3 separate regions of the Mus musculus genome follow, and regions 1 and 2 are each linked to region 3. The links are chromatin contacts, called in public HiChIP or PLAC-seq and promoter capture Hi-C maps. All regions are on one chromosome and are shown on one strand. The core of a region is the stretch at or near the end of the contact, and the rest is flanking DNA. Distances in the headings are between cores, read along the strand shown. Region 1 holds the start of Napb (N-ethylmaleimide sensitive fusion protein attachment protein beta). Region 2 holds the start of Nxt1 (NTF2-related export protein 1). Region 3 holds the start of Kiz (kizuna centrosomal protein).

Region 1 (4,023 bases), core at 583-3,082, 1.9 Mb before region 3:
TTAAGAACCACTGTTTCTGCCTAATAAACTGAGACCTTGATAGGAATCCCTTCTTGGTCTCGGCTTCTCCTTTCTCTCCCTCCCATTTCCGCCCAGGTTTGCAGTCCCCCTCGAACCCACGAATAACTGAGTCCTGCTGGGTGGGATAACCTCTATGGACTGTTTGATATGGAGAGTGGGCCTTTAACCTTCTAATCTACTCTTCTTTGTATTCACTCAGCTTGAATGTATCCGGAATGTCCATTGAATAGGATGTGCCCAGAGCCACTGTAAGGTAGGTGCCACAGTCTGAATGAATGAGCATCCATTAAAGGCAGATGAGTGAAATGTCTGGTTTTTGAGGTGTGCTTTGGGAGAATGTATTCTGGTTCCTTTTCATCCAAAGCTTTAGAATTTAGAATGATTAACTCCAGAATAGGGTAGAGTGGAGATCTGGACACCAAAGACTAGTGGCAGAGGGATCAATATTTCTTGACTATCCTGCAGAGTTGTTCCATTCAGCCAGGGTTGGGAATTGCTCTGATCAACACACTGCTGCTGCCCATGATGCTTAGGAGTTGACTCAATCCACCAAATTCCCCAACTGACTCCTTTTCAAATGCCAATGTTGGTTCACTTTTTGCAATTTTTCTCTCTTCAATCCAACATCCACTGCCACCTCCAATTTCCTACCTCCGTCTACCCTCCTGCTCCAAACTTGCAAATCAGTTCTCCAAAGTGAAAAAAAAAACAACAACAAAAAAACAAGCTCATAGTAGTTGTAAAAAAAACTATGCACCAAGAGCCGATATTCCCCTCTATCTTGAGAGCATCCTGCTATGGTTGGATCATGCCACACTGTGACATCAGTTTTGGTAGCTTGTTTCCAGGAGTTTAAACGCTCTTGCTATGTTCTCTGAAAACAGGCTTCATTTTCTTAGACAAATTCTGCTTGCCAGTTCCTACAGCGTATTCATGAAGAGTTTTAAATCATCAGAAACTCTCATTTGGCAGTAATTCTATTTGCTGCACCACCTAAGAAGTAGCACTGCCAAGCATAAATGGTCTAGACATTGTATTAAAAAACACCTCCCTCTGGGACAGGCCTAGAAGTCACTGGCACAGGATTGCATCTATCTATGGATATTTAGTAGATTAGAAGTCTTCCTGGCAGACAGGAATTTTGTCAAGATCCACCCACTATAGCCAGCATTATGTAAAGCATAAGAGAGTTCACTGGCTTATAGCCATTTAATAGAATTCAGTCAATAACAAGAGTAGATTGTGCCTACAGGAAAGATATGCAATCCATTTTTAAACAAGAGGACCAAATGGAAAGTTGTAGTTTGGGGACGCTTAAAATCAACTCTGAATTTATATTGGGGATGATGATGCATTTTTAATGTCTTGCTGTCAGAAATTAAAAATAGCTCTTTAGGCCAGCTGTTGCTGCTTTTCTGGCAGAGTTGGGAGGTGGGGCACCACATGGTTGACTAAATTGAGCTGAACTGCTGCATTAGATTAAATTTTGCAGTATTGCTTGTAGAGTGTCTCTCTGTCTCCCTCTCTCTGTCTGTCTCTGTCTCTATCTCTGTCTCTCTCTCTCTTTCTTTCTCTCTCTCAACCTTGAAGTCTACCTCCAAGGGTCCAAGGCCCAAGACCCCTCCAGAAGGCCACGCCCCTTCCCCCTCCTCCAGGGAGTCCGGGAGAACGCCCGGCCCTGCCCAGCAGCCTGCTGGGAACTGTAGTTGTGGTCTCTGACAAACTGGCATTAAGGTGGAATGTAGGACTACAGATCCCGAAAGGCCACGCGTGCCGCGCCTGCGTGTCCGCACCTGCTGGAGGGAGGGCTAAGTCGTCCCGGGAGCCTAGCTAGTCAGCAGAGGAGGCTTTGGCTGCAGCGGGTGACATGGACAACGCAGGGAAGGAGCGAGAAGCGGTCCAGCTTATGGCGGAGGCCGAGAAGCGAGTGAAGGCTTCCCACTCTTTCCTCCGAGGGTTGTTCGGGTGAGCGCCAGAGGTCTTGCCCTTAGGGGTCTTGGTGCCCGATCCCCTGCCCAGCCGGCTGCCACCGCAGAGTACCCCGCGCAACTGCTTAGGGTTACGGGATTCCCAGTGGCCCACGCTCTGTTTTGGGTCCCGTAGCATCCAGGGCCTCATCGCATCCCTTGGGCCGTGTCTGGGGTGTCTCTCCAGTCAGCACACACTGCAAGCCCCAGAACCTTTTGGGGATCCTCAGGCCTTGGACACCCCTCACCCACACCCGGAGAACCTCTAGCTCACAATCCCCAGGCACCCTTAAACAACCCAGAACACCTACGCGTCCTCGGAGATCTCTGTGGTCCCCCAAGTCCCATGCGTCGCCAACGGTCCGGTGCTAGCTCCAGGGTCCGCGCCAAGCTGCCTCTTCAAGGATGCCACCCCTCCTGGTGGACCAGATTTATTCATTTCCCCTGGTTGGGCCCGTAAATCCCCCGGGGGAGCCAGGACTGTGAGGTTCTGGAATTCAACCTGGAGTTTGGCAGCAGCTGGTGGCTCGTGGGGAGCGCGAAGTCTGCGCCCCTGTATCCCGGGCACTTGCCCGCTGGCCTTGGCTCAAGGGCCTTGAAATCATATCCTCCTTGGTGTGTTTTTCATTTGCCAGAGTGACTTGTATCCGTAGTTCAGGCTTCCCGTTTGATGAACTGTATGTAACATTGCTCCTTTTTAAAGTCAGAGTATCCTTTGGGAATCCCGTGATTTTGTTAATTCTTACATATCTTGGTAGGGAAGGGTTTGGTTTACATTCTGAGCTTTCAAAAAGCAAAACCTGCCCTGAGAGCTTGTGGAAGAATTCTGGGCTGTTGATTATGCGAATGATTCAGCTGTTTATGACAGCGGTAGAAATTACGTGTGCCTCTTCTTTTTTTTCTCCCATTTGAAAGTGAAAGATCTGTACCAAGAACAGATTTTAATTATCGAGAGGGACTAGAGGTACATACTAAACTGCTGCATTGTGAGACGCAGTTTCTGTAAAAATTCAGTATAGACACTTAAGTGCTGAAAATGTACCCAGTGAACTTTGACTTTTATTTTTACTTCATTCATCTGACTACTAATTACATTAATTATTATATAATAGTTTAATTGAGCCCCATTATGTTTGCATCTCCAGGAAATGCTTAGAGTCACATTGATACAGTTTATGGTACCATGGTCTGCCAAGATAGAGAAGGAGACCATGCTTGGAGACCCCTAAGGGCATTTGTCTCTGCTAGTTCTTAAATTTCTCATGTAATATGAAGCTTGGAAGTGTAGGTGTAAGTTATAGATACTGCTTCCTCTTTCAAAGGGACAAGGAGCATTGCAAGTGCCAAAGACTAATTCTTGTCTGAGTCACAAAACACACACTGGATTGCATTCAGTCTGTGTGAAATTTAATGGCAGAGTAGCTCACCTTGGGAGATGATGTTAATACACATTCCACATCGGGATGTGCTTCCTTGAGCCAGTTATGGACATTTAATTTTGGTCAAGAGGAGCACTGTTTTGAGGAAACTATGTCAAATCTTGAGACACTCATCGGAAAGGATTTTGAGGAATCTTTATTTCTGAAGAAACATCTTTTGGGCCGTTGCTGCCCTGTCAGTGGCAGGCCAGGTAGGAAGACTTTCATTTCCCATCCACGCTCAGTTTGTGTGGAGTCACTTAGAAACAGCAGTCCAGGTTGTTACCGTGGGGTTTGGAAAAGGTTAGCTTTGCTTCTTTGGGCCTCAGTTTCTTCTGCTATAATCCAGTGTGTCTTGTGATTAATAATCAATGAGTTTATAAAATACTTAGACCTGTGGAGGTTGGAAATGGCTGTGGCATGATTATCCACATACTTATCAGAGCTGGCAGTCCCTCTTATCAAAGAAGCAGAAGGGCAGATGGATTGAGTTTTATGGGATTTCAGAGCCAAAAGTGTGGTCACTAGCTTAAATGAATAAATACCTTAAGAGTCTTAGCCAGGTTAAGTGTCCTTTGCACTCAGGACTGGGAGGTTTCTAGTCATATTTGGTTCTG
Region 2 (4,289 bases), core at 702-3,201, 1.8 Mb before region 3:
GTGACTGCCCCTAGGCAACCAGGGTGTGGCTCATCTTAGTAAAACCTGTGTCTCCCGCTGTAGAAGTGAGTGGTTACTGACCCAACAAAGGAGAGCAGGTGCCTGTATGGGAAAAGACTACCATGAAATAATCCAACAAGGACCCAGAAGATGCAGGGAATGGCATATTTCTCAGGAGAGTGGAGGACAGTGGTTACAATGCCCATAACAAGTAAACCCAAGACTAACTAGAATTTATGTCTTCAGCATTAATGGCCACCATTTAAGACCAGCAGGGCCATGACACCATAGCAGAAAGGCTCTAGCATTCAAACAGTCTCAGGGAGATTCCGGAAGATCACAGTTCCTTAAAACATTAAAGTTCCATCACATAAGCAGCATGGCTTTTCTTTTTACAACAGGAATGGCTGCTAATTTTTTCTATGGTTAACTATTTCCACTTAAAAGAACCTAGTACTGATCAATATTACTGAAAATAGGACACAAGTAATTTATATTATTTGCCAATTTCCAGAAACAGGGTCTCTACAGAGTAAGCTTAAAACTTTAAGCTGTGAACACATGCTTTTTCATTTCAAGAGCCTTTATTATTTTATTGAGACACGTTCTCTCTATGTATTTCTGCCACTTCTATGTAGACCACACTGGCTTTGAACTCATGACATCCGCCTCTGCCTTTTGTGCTGGGAATAAAGGTGTGCACGACCATGCCTGGGCCAACATTTTTTTTTTTTTGGTTTTTCGAGACAGGGTTTCTCTGTGTAGCCCTGGCTGTCCCGGAACTCACTTTGTAGACCAGGCTGGCCTCGAACTCAGAAATCCGCCTGCCTCTGCCTCCCAAGTGCTGGGATTCAAGGCGTGCGCCACCATGCCCGGTTTCATTTTTTTAAGCTTATCAGTTTATGAACGATGGATTCCACACAGAGCAAGGAGGAAGCTGGCCCTATAGATGAATTCGGAGCCAGCTTGATACTGCTCTTGCCACTCTCTCACCAAGGTCCTCCGACTCAACAATCAATCTGAAGTGCTGTTTGCTTAGTAGTTTAGGTACATTCCCTCAATCATCATTGCACAAGTCACTGTAACAACTTTACAAAAAGAGTTACAAACTTACTTGCTTCATTCTACGGAAGCAAGGGAGTCAGAGCTATGCTTACTAAGTTCCAGGATTTTTTTGAAAGCAGTTCTATATGAAAACAGCTCTAGGGATGCTGGCTTAACAATGTTCTCCAAGGTAACCATATTTCTCTGTCCAACCACCTCATCCCCACTTCTTTAGGCCACAATGCTTCGCCCTAACATTGGTCACGCCCCCAAAGATGATCACCCCTATTTCTGGTCCTCAGCTACCCACAGAACCCGGTCATCTTTCTCTCTTAAGGAGAGAGCAGTACGACCGAAACATAGTAGAGTGAGAGTCAGAAAGATGCTCCACTCCCATGGTTCATACTGTAGTTTCCTGGAGTTGGACCTCAGAAACGGCAGCCGTGCCCCGGGCCTCATTTCCAGCTGGGAGTCGCTTCTTACATCCCCCGGCCCCAAACTGCTGCTCTCCTCCGGGTATGGCAAACTCACCGCCACGGTTCTGCACATAAAAAAGCCTGATGCCAGGTTGCAGAGACACCACGTGGAGGAAAGGACAACATCCATGTCTTATTGAGCCTAAGAAAAGGGAAGAGGTCCCTGGTGCCGCGGCGTTGCCAGACGGCCAGGCAGGAGCGCTCACTTACCTGCTCGATCTCGGTCAGCGCCGCCAAGGCGACTCGGTCCCGGGTTCCGCCCCGGTCGCGGTCCCGGGCCAGAAGAGTTTCTCTCCTGTTCTCCTCTTCCTCCCAGAGGCTCCGCCTGAGAAGCCGACGTCCAGGAGGCGAGGAACGGTTAAGCGCCGGTAGTGGCTTCCCGCGCGCCGCAAGCTGCAATGTGCGCAGGCGCTAGCATCCCGGTTCCCGTCGACTCCCGCCTCCCCGCGACGGGCAGCTACGCGAGCCAGTAGAAAACTTGGCTCCGCCCAGGTGTGGCGGCAAAGACAGTGTAGGTTCCGGGTTAGGCACTATCCTAGAAGATCCGGTTGAGGGAGCTCTGATTGGATGTTGTGGAGAGGGTGGAGTCAACGCGCTTAGCTGTGGAAGGCTTGGTTAATAAGAGATATCTGTCTTTGCTAGATCTGGCTCCCTTCTTCTGTGTGTGTTGGGATGATATCTTGTGGAGACTCGTGAAGCTTCAACGTGGAGCTTCACTGGTTGATGCTAACTAGGGAGACAACAGCATGGCTTCAATAAGGCTCTGGACTGAACCCAGCACATAGACACCCGTAGTGTAGGAACCCGGTGGAAGGCTAAATCTGAGAGTCTGTGGAAGTCCTTGTGGTCAAATATGGTCAAATATCTTAGCTGAGCGCACCCTTCCTAAGGTGAAGCTACTTAGAGTTGACAAGCAGATGAACTTATAAGAGAACAAATTTTAGTCTAGTGAGAACTGAGGTCGAAGAGGCGGGCAAGGGGACAATGGTAGTTGACTTTCTATGCAGTGCAAATTGAGTTTCCTGCTGGCTCCAGCTGCGGCGCAGTACCACCTCATTTAAGACACTGAATTTGTTTTAATCTGGAGCTGTCTAGATACCTAGCATAGAAATGGAGCCATTTCGCGTGGGAAATTGGGAAACTGCTTCGTGTATCAAAACCCAAAGAGCTAACTTTGCTGAGACCTGATTCTTTGCTTCATCTGCCCGGCTAGGAGAGCTGTTTGTAAGTGGCTTTGTTCAATTAAGTACTTTAATCTGTATTTTGTTACCAACCTCTCGGCTCCTTTTGCTCATGTTACTAAGGGAACATTTGTTTTTAGATTTAAGAAACGAGAATGGCTGTTCAATATAGGTCACTTCCCACTGGAGTTAAGTGAGTGAAAAGTTTTCATTATTGAAAGAATTAAGTTGGAGTCTGAGTTTCAAGGATGAATAAGTGCCTTTGGAGCAGTAGTTACACAAAAATATGTAGTAAACCTGGGGATAAAGTAGTGGTAGGTCCCAGGACTTTTCCTGAGGGAGAACTTGACCTTTATTCTTTCAGTAGCCCTTGAATTTGGGAGATTAGAGATGCCTCTGATTCTAAAGGACTGGCCACTGACACAGTTGAGCGTATTCGTCAAGGTTCTCTAGAGGATAGAATCTCTCTCTCTCTCTCTCTCTCTCTCTCTCTCTCTCTCTCCCTCTCCCCTTCCTCTCCTCCACCCCTCCCCCCTCTCCCTCTTTCTCTCCCCTTCCCCTCCCCTCTCTCTCTCTTTCTCTCCCCTCCCCCTCCCCCTCCTCCACCATTCCACCACCCCCATATTAGTCAGGGTTCTCCTTGCCTCAATCTCCTGGCATTAAAGGTGTGTACTACCTTGTTTAGCCTAAACTTTTCATGGCCACTATGCCCCAAAATCTCCATGCCAAGATGCAGGTTAGAAACTTGTGTCTTCCAGCCTCAAGATCTGGATCACAGGTGTGTCCTCCAATTCTGGATTGTAGTTCATTCCAGATATAGCCAAACTGACAACCAGGAATAACCACTACAATCCATCCCTTGTCAACTTGACATAAATAATATCTCATGTCCAGACCGTCAGTGAGTGTTAGGACTGTCACCTTCAGTGTATGTGTGAGTGTCTGTGTAATGGTGGTTGAACACAAGGCCTGCTCAGCATGCTAAGCAAAATCTTTGCCCACTCTTCAATTTTGGACTTGGCAGTTTCTAGAGTCAGTGTTGAAAGCTGGGCATACACATAGTTACTTGCAGCTTCAGCACTGTGTCTTTTGGGTATCATCAGTGTGATTGTGATGTGAGTTTGCCTACCTGGTAACCAGCTGCCTCCTCTGTAAAGCACGAACACTAATAATATTCTTGGGAAGAGCTTCACATGGGTCTCTGTCCAAATTAGCATCCAGAAATAGAACTGAATTATGTTTTATACTTTATGTACACAGTAACTTCATTTGCCAACAGTCCTAAGGAAATGATTGGCTTTTACATTTGGAACAACCATATGACAGATCGGTGGGATTTGTTACCCAATCACATGAGCAGTTTTGGTAAATGATCCTGGCCTAAGCAGCTGTGGAGCGGTGTTCCCATTTGCTACATGGAGCCAGACCAGGAGGAAGAAGGACACCATCTGGTCCACACACAGAGTTGGGCCTGATTTATAGATCTTAAAATCTGTCAACACGCTTGCTCTCCTCCCCTACTGTCAGTGCTGTTCCCTGGGATAGAATTTTAACAGCACGTTTTCAAAGCAGCTCTGTGACTTGAGGT
Region 3 (4,461 bases), core at 1,757-4,256:
AACTGTACTCAGCTAATATCTCAGCGTCAATTCTGAACCATTATGATATGTTGCCCTGAATCGGTATCACCATTGAAAATAACTGGGGCTGGTTAATGGACCTTTCAAAGGATGTTTTTATATACAGTAGTTGTTAAGTATCAGCTGCACTTATATGTTTCTACCACACTTGTGGGCACTATACACACTGCAACATGTCACTCCATTAGACTCTTTCAGATTCAATTACGGACTTTCACAACAATGGAGAGAAAGCACTACACACACATAGAAAAACATTCAAGCTATAAAATTACACCTATGTGGGAATACACAGGAAAATGACTGGAGTTTAAAATACAACAGTTTCGATGAACAAGCTCAGTTATCAGATCAGCTAACATTTCAATGACTGCCTCTAAAAGGGCCAAGAAGGCTGAACTGTACTTGTTGTTGCTGTTAATCTCCTGATTCCCCAAAGTTTCCAAAGTGATAAAAGCATTTCCAACTGCTGTGAAATTCACAATATTGAAGATGAACATGGACTTTCAGGAAATAGTGGTCCCTATGATGAGACTGGCTTTAATTTTTAAAATGTTATTACATTTAGTGTGTGTGTGTGTGTGTGTGTGTGTGTGTGTGTGTGTGTGACCCTTGGTGAAGTCTCATGACTTGTCATGGGCAGAACTCATGTTCCTACTCATTTACTATAGCTCCCTCTCTAGAGTTATTTGCTTCTATCTTGTGTGTAGCATGCATTAATTAGAGTCACTTACAGATTCTTAAAATGAAAAATGATCACACAGAGCAATAGATTTACACTGACTTAAAAATAAAACAAATCTTCAAATGCAGGACCATGAACAGGCCATAAAATCTGACTCCAGTTTCTTATGTAACTTCAACAACCTTACCTTGCTTCCTAATTAAAGCAAAAAGTGCTAAACATAAAGTGGATAATCATTACAGTTATTGTGCCATAAGGACCATAAAGAACCAGGTGCTTCCAGCATAGGAGGCAAAAATAACTTACCACTAACCTAGTTCAAAAAGAATGTCATTTAAATCAGTCACATTTTAAGAGCAGATCTTTGCCTACAAAACACAAATAAGTAAAGGCCAAAGGTAACTATACCACTCTTGAACTACAACAGACAATGAGATAAAGGCACTAAAACTAAAGTTCTTGCTTTTAAATTAGCTGATGCATATATATATGTGTACACATATATATATGCAGAGATCTAATACCACCACCTTGGGTAACTGGAAAAAAGATCATTATTCAGTGACAATGAGGTGATGGCATTCCACATAAGGCATTTGTAACACCTAGACGCTGGCTAATTGACTTTTGGATTTAACCCATAAATTCAAACATTTTACAAAAACACCTCCTCCACCATTGTACTACACAGTGAGCAAAAGGTGTTGCTTCTCACCTAAAATTCTCAATGTAGGCACACTTGAGCTCGCATGTGCACACGTGCTTGTGCATGCACACACACACATTCTCTCTCTCTCTATTGTATTCTCTCTGAGATCTCACTAAGCACACTGAAGGTGCAAACATTAGAAAGTATTGAGAAAAGAAAAGCTCTGTAGGAAAAATAAAGGTGTGTGTGTGTGTGTGTGTGTGTGTGTGTGTGTGTGTGTGTGTGTTGGAGATAGGTTCTCACTATGCTGCCCTGGCTGGCTTGTATCCCAGGCTGGCCTTGAACCTGTGGTCCTCCTATTTCTGTCTCTTCAGCATAGACCACCACCAACATACGCCTAAATGGTTAATTTTTTTTTTCTTAAGTGGGAGATTAAGAGATCCCTAGAGTAGGTGAGCAGGACTGTGTCAGAAGGAAAAAAAAAAAAAAAAAACGGATGTAGAAAGAAGATAAAACACGGAAAGAAGAGTTAGGGCCCGTGGGAGTTACTTAACAAGTAATTGGCAAAAATTAAGTCTAGTGTAAGATGCAATTCCTTTGAAAAATCACTTACTTTACCTCACCTGCAATTACTGTTATGATCTTAGAATTGTTACAGCCCTCCTGTTCCTTCTGAATGATTCTGTAACTTTAACACCCACTAAATGTTTTGTTTATCAAAAGATCCAAAAATCTATTTCCTTTCTTGTCAACTAATGAGATTTCTAAGTCCAATTAATTTGGCAGCTAAATAAGTGTTCCAACAACTTATCTTTCCATGTGGTTATTTATAGTCAATTGCTTTGTACTTTTTTCTATTTATGCATTCTTAGATCTAGCTTTTTCCAATGGTTCTCATCTTTCATGTCTTAATCAAAGGCAATCCCAACCCTCGAAGCTGAACCCGTTGAAAATTTCATCCTTTTACTAGAAATTTAGTCAGCCCCAGACACTTCTAAAAGACTACAGCGCGCGCGCAAACACACACACACACACACACACACACACACACACACACACACACACACACACACACACACCATTCCAGCCTGCGTTCCTGGACCTGTCATCTTTGATGCAGTGCGGCTGTCAAAGTAGGATGACAACTTGAAGAGAGAGTGAGGAGGGGGCATGTAGGACTAGAGAGGACTAAAGAAATTCACAAGGTTTGATCAAGACTGGCAGGCAAAAAAACTCCCACTCTCACTTCCGGCCGCATCCGCAGGCTGAGGGACCTGGCTTTGGTTGTCATGAGAGATTACAGTCTCTCTGCGCTTTCAAACAAGGGGCATCCGTGGTAAAGTTGTGCTCCTAACCCCTTCTGGGGCTAGTTGGGGGTCGCAGGCGAGTTCCAACACTAGTGAACCACTGGCGGGAAGTGGGCCGGACACCGTACCCCGATGCTCTCAGTGGCGCCGCTGACTCCCTGCCCCGTCCCGCGGCCGTACCTGTCCCGCAGAGCCTGCTGGAGCTGGCCCACCCTTTCGTAGTAGCTGGGGCTCGCCAAGGGCGCAGAGGTGGCGGAGGCCTGGCGCAGGCCACCACCACCGCCACCGCGCCCTCGCGGCATTGCCACAGGGCAGCTGGCGGGCCAGCGTTGCCCAAGGAGACCGCCCCAACATGCACCGCGGGTAAACAAGGCGCCTAGCGGCCTGAAGAGGGCGGGGCGAAGGGCGGGGCGCCGAGGAGGCGGGGTTAGCCGCGGTGTGGGTCCGGGAGGGGCGAAGACAGAGAGACTGGCAAGGGTGGAGCAGCCCTGGTGGTACAGGGAGAAGACAAGGGAGCTGTGTCACGTTCTCTCTGCTACCGCTGTGTTTCTCTTCCCCTACAGAATCCGTCCTACACGCATTCATTTTATCAGATGCAGTTTCTTATTTACCTTCCTAGAATTTGCAGTGAGAGACCCTGTGACAAGATTGTTTTGATACCAGCACTTAGAAAGCAAAACAAAAAGCTAGAAGAAAACAAAATTTAAGAACCGCAAATATGCCCTTGATCTCAGCACTACGGGCAGAGGCAGTAGGAATTCTGAGTTCGAGGCCAGTCTAATTTACAGAGTGAGTTCCAGGACAACAAAGACAACACAGAGAAACCTAGTCTCAAAACACCAAACCCCACCCCCAAACAAAATAAAACAAACAAACAAAGAAACCAAATATGCCATCCCACGCTGGAATGTTTTTCAATGCTCAGGTTGCCATCAGCCCTTTCAGGGGAGAAAGATTTGGTTTCTAACTAGGTCCTTGTGAATCAAACCGTTTACTTCTGCAGTCAATTCTCCAACAAGGCCCCCAGCCAGACTACATTGGCATAAACCCTATGTCCCACAACTCAGCTGTGACCATACAAAAAGCCTAGGTGCCCCAGAGTGAATTGGGCAGACTATTACAGCAAGACTAACTTAACCTTAGATCAGTTCAGAGGAACTACTGGTTATAAAGGCCCAGAACAGAATCAGTCTTTATTCTTGCCTCCATCAACATGGCAAAAGGCTTCCTGAAGAAAGACAACTGGATTCTAAAACCCACTTGGAATAGGAAATTAAAAAAAAAAAAATGTACACACGTACTTGTAGTCAATGTGGTTCCTTATCCTAGACTTTTAATTTTATGTCTCTTTTCTCAAGTCGGTAGTTTTATTTTCATGCAAAGCATCCCTGACACCAACATTTCTTTAATAGTGTGTCAGGACTCCATGGGGATTGCACCATATCTGAATGGGTTAGGGATAGGGAGCTGTGTGTCAAAAAGTTCAGCAACAGTAAACCGTTCCTGAATGTGTAATGACCAAAACTCAATTGAAAAATCAAGGCATAATAAATCTAAGCTGCTTCTGACGGCATGTGTCCGTGTCTTGTCCCACTATAACATGCTCACTATACACTGCACATGTCCATTGCGCTCTGACTTATAGTACCATACTGGCATTAGGGGAAGCAACGAAATGGTCAAGTCAGCAACCCTAAATTATGATTTTGCCTATCCTTCCTTCCTCATACTGTCTGCCTAAATGCTGAAAGGTAGAATATATCCATGTAATCTCAGGACTCAAGGGGACAGGCAGGAGG

What was found. Promoter capture Hi-C pulls out the DNA fragments that hold promoters and counts their contacts. HiChIP or PLAC-seq counts read pairs in DNA pulled down with a chosen protein or histone mark.
Region 1: an HNF4G HiChIP or PLAC-seq map of pancreatic cancer cells shows a contact between it and region 3. The contact joins the promoter of Napb here to the promoter of Kiz in region 3. A contact is called at or near these places in 1 of 39 promoter capture datasets (liver) and 1 of 115 datasets of contacts at active chromatin or transcription factors (pancreatic cancer cells).
Region 2: a contact with region 3 is called in a promoter capture Hi-C map of embryonic stem cells, with 3 times the contacts expected there. The contact joins the promoter of Nxt1 here to the promoter of Kiz in region 3. A contact is called at or near these places in 7 of 39 promoter capture datasets (the 3T3-L1 cell line, embryonic stem cells, hippocampal neurons and 3 more), 5 of 484 Hi-C or Micro-C datasets (CD4 T cells, CD8 T cells, the G1E-ER4 cell line and 1 more), 1 of 115 datasets of contacts at active chromatin or transcription factors (large pre-B cells) and 2 of 9 other capture datasets (adipose tissue and liver).

Annotation. Positions count from the first base shown.
Region 1 is chr2:148,730,229-148,734,251 of GRCm38.p6, reverse strand. It overlaps Napb (N-ethylmaleimide sensitive fusion protein attachment protein beta), which reads left to right and starts at 1,832. Exons shown (of 11, transcript NM_019632.3): 1 at 1,832-1,986. The coding sequence starts at 1,889.
Region 2 is chr2:148,670,277-148,674,565 of GRCm38.p6, reverse strand. Nxt1 (NTF2-related export protein 1) reads right to left here and starts at 1,951. Exons shown (of 2, transcript NM_019761.6): 1 at 1,731-1,951.
Region 3 is chr2:146,854,425-146,858,885 of GRCm38.p6, reverse strand. It overlaps Kiz (kizuna centrosomal protein), which reads right to left and starts at 3,006. Exons shown (of 14, transcript NM_001033298.4): 1 at 2,843-3,006. The coding sequence starts at 2,964.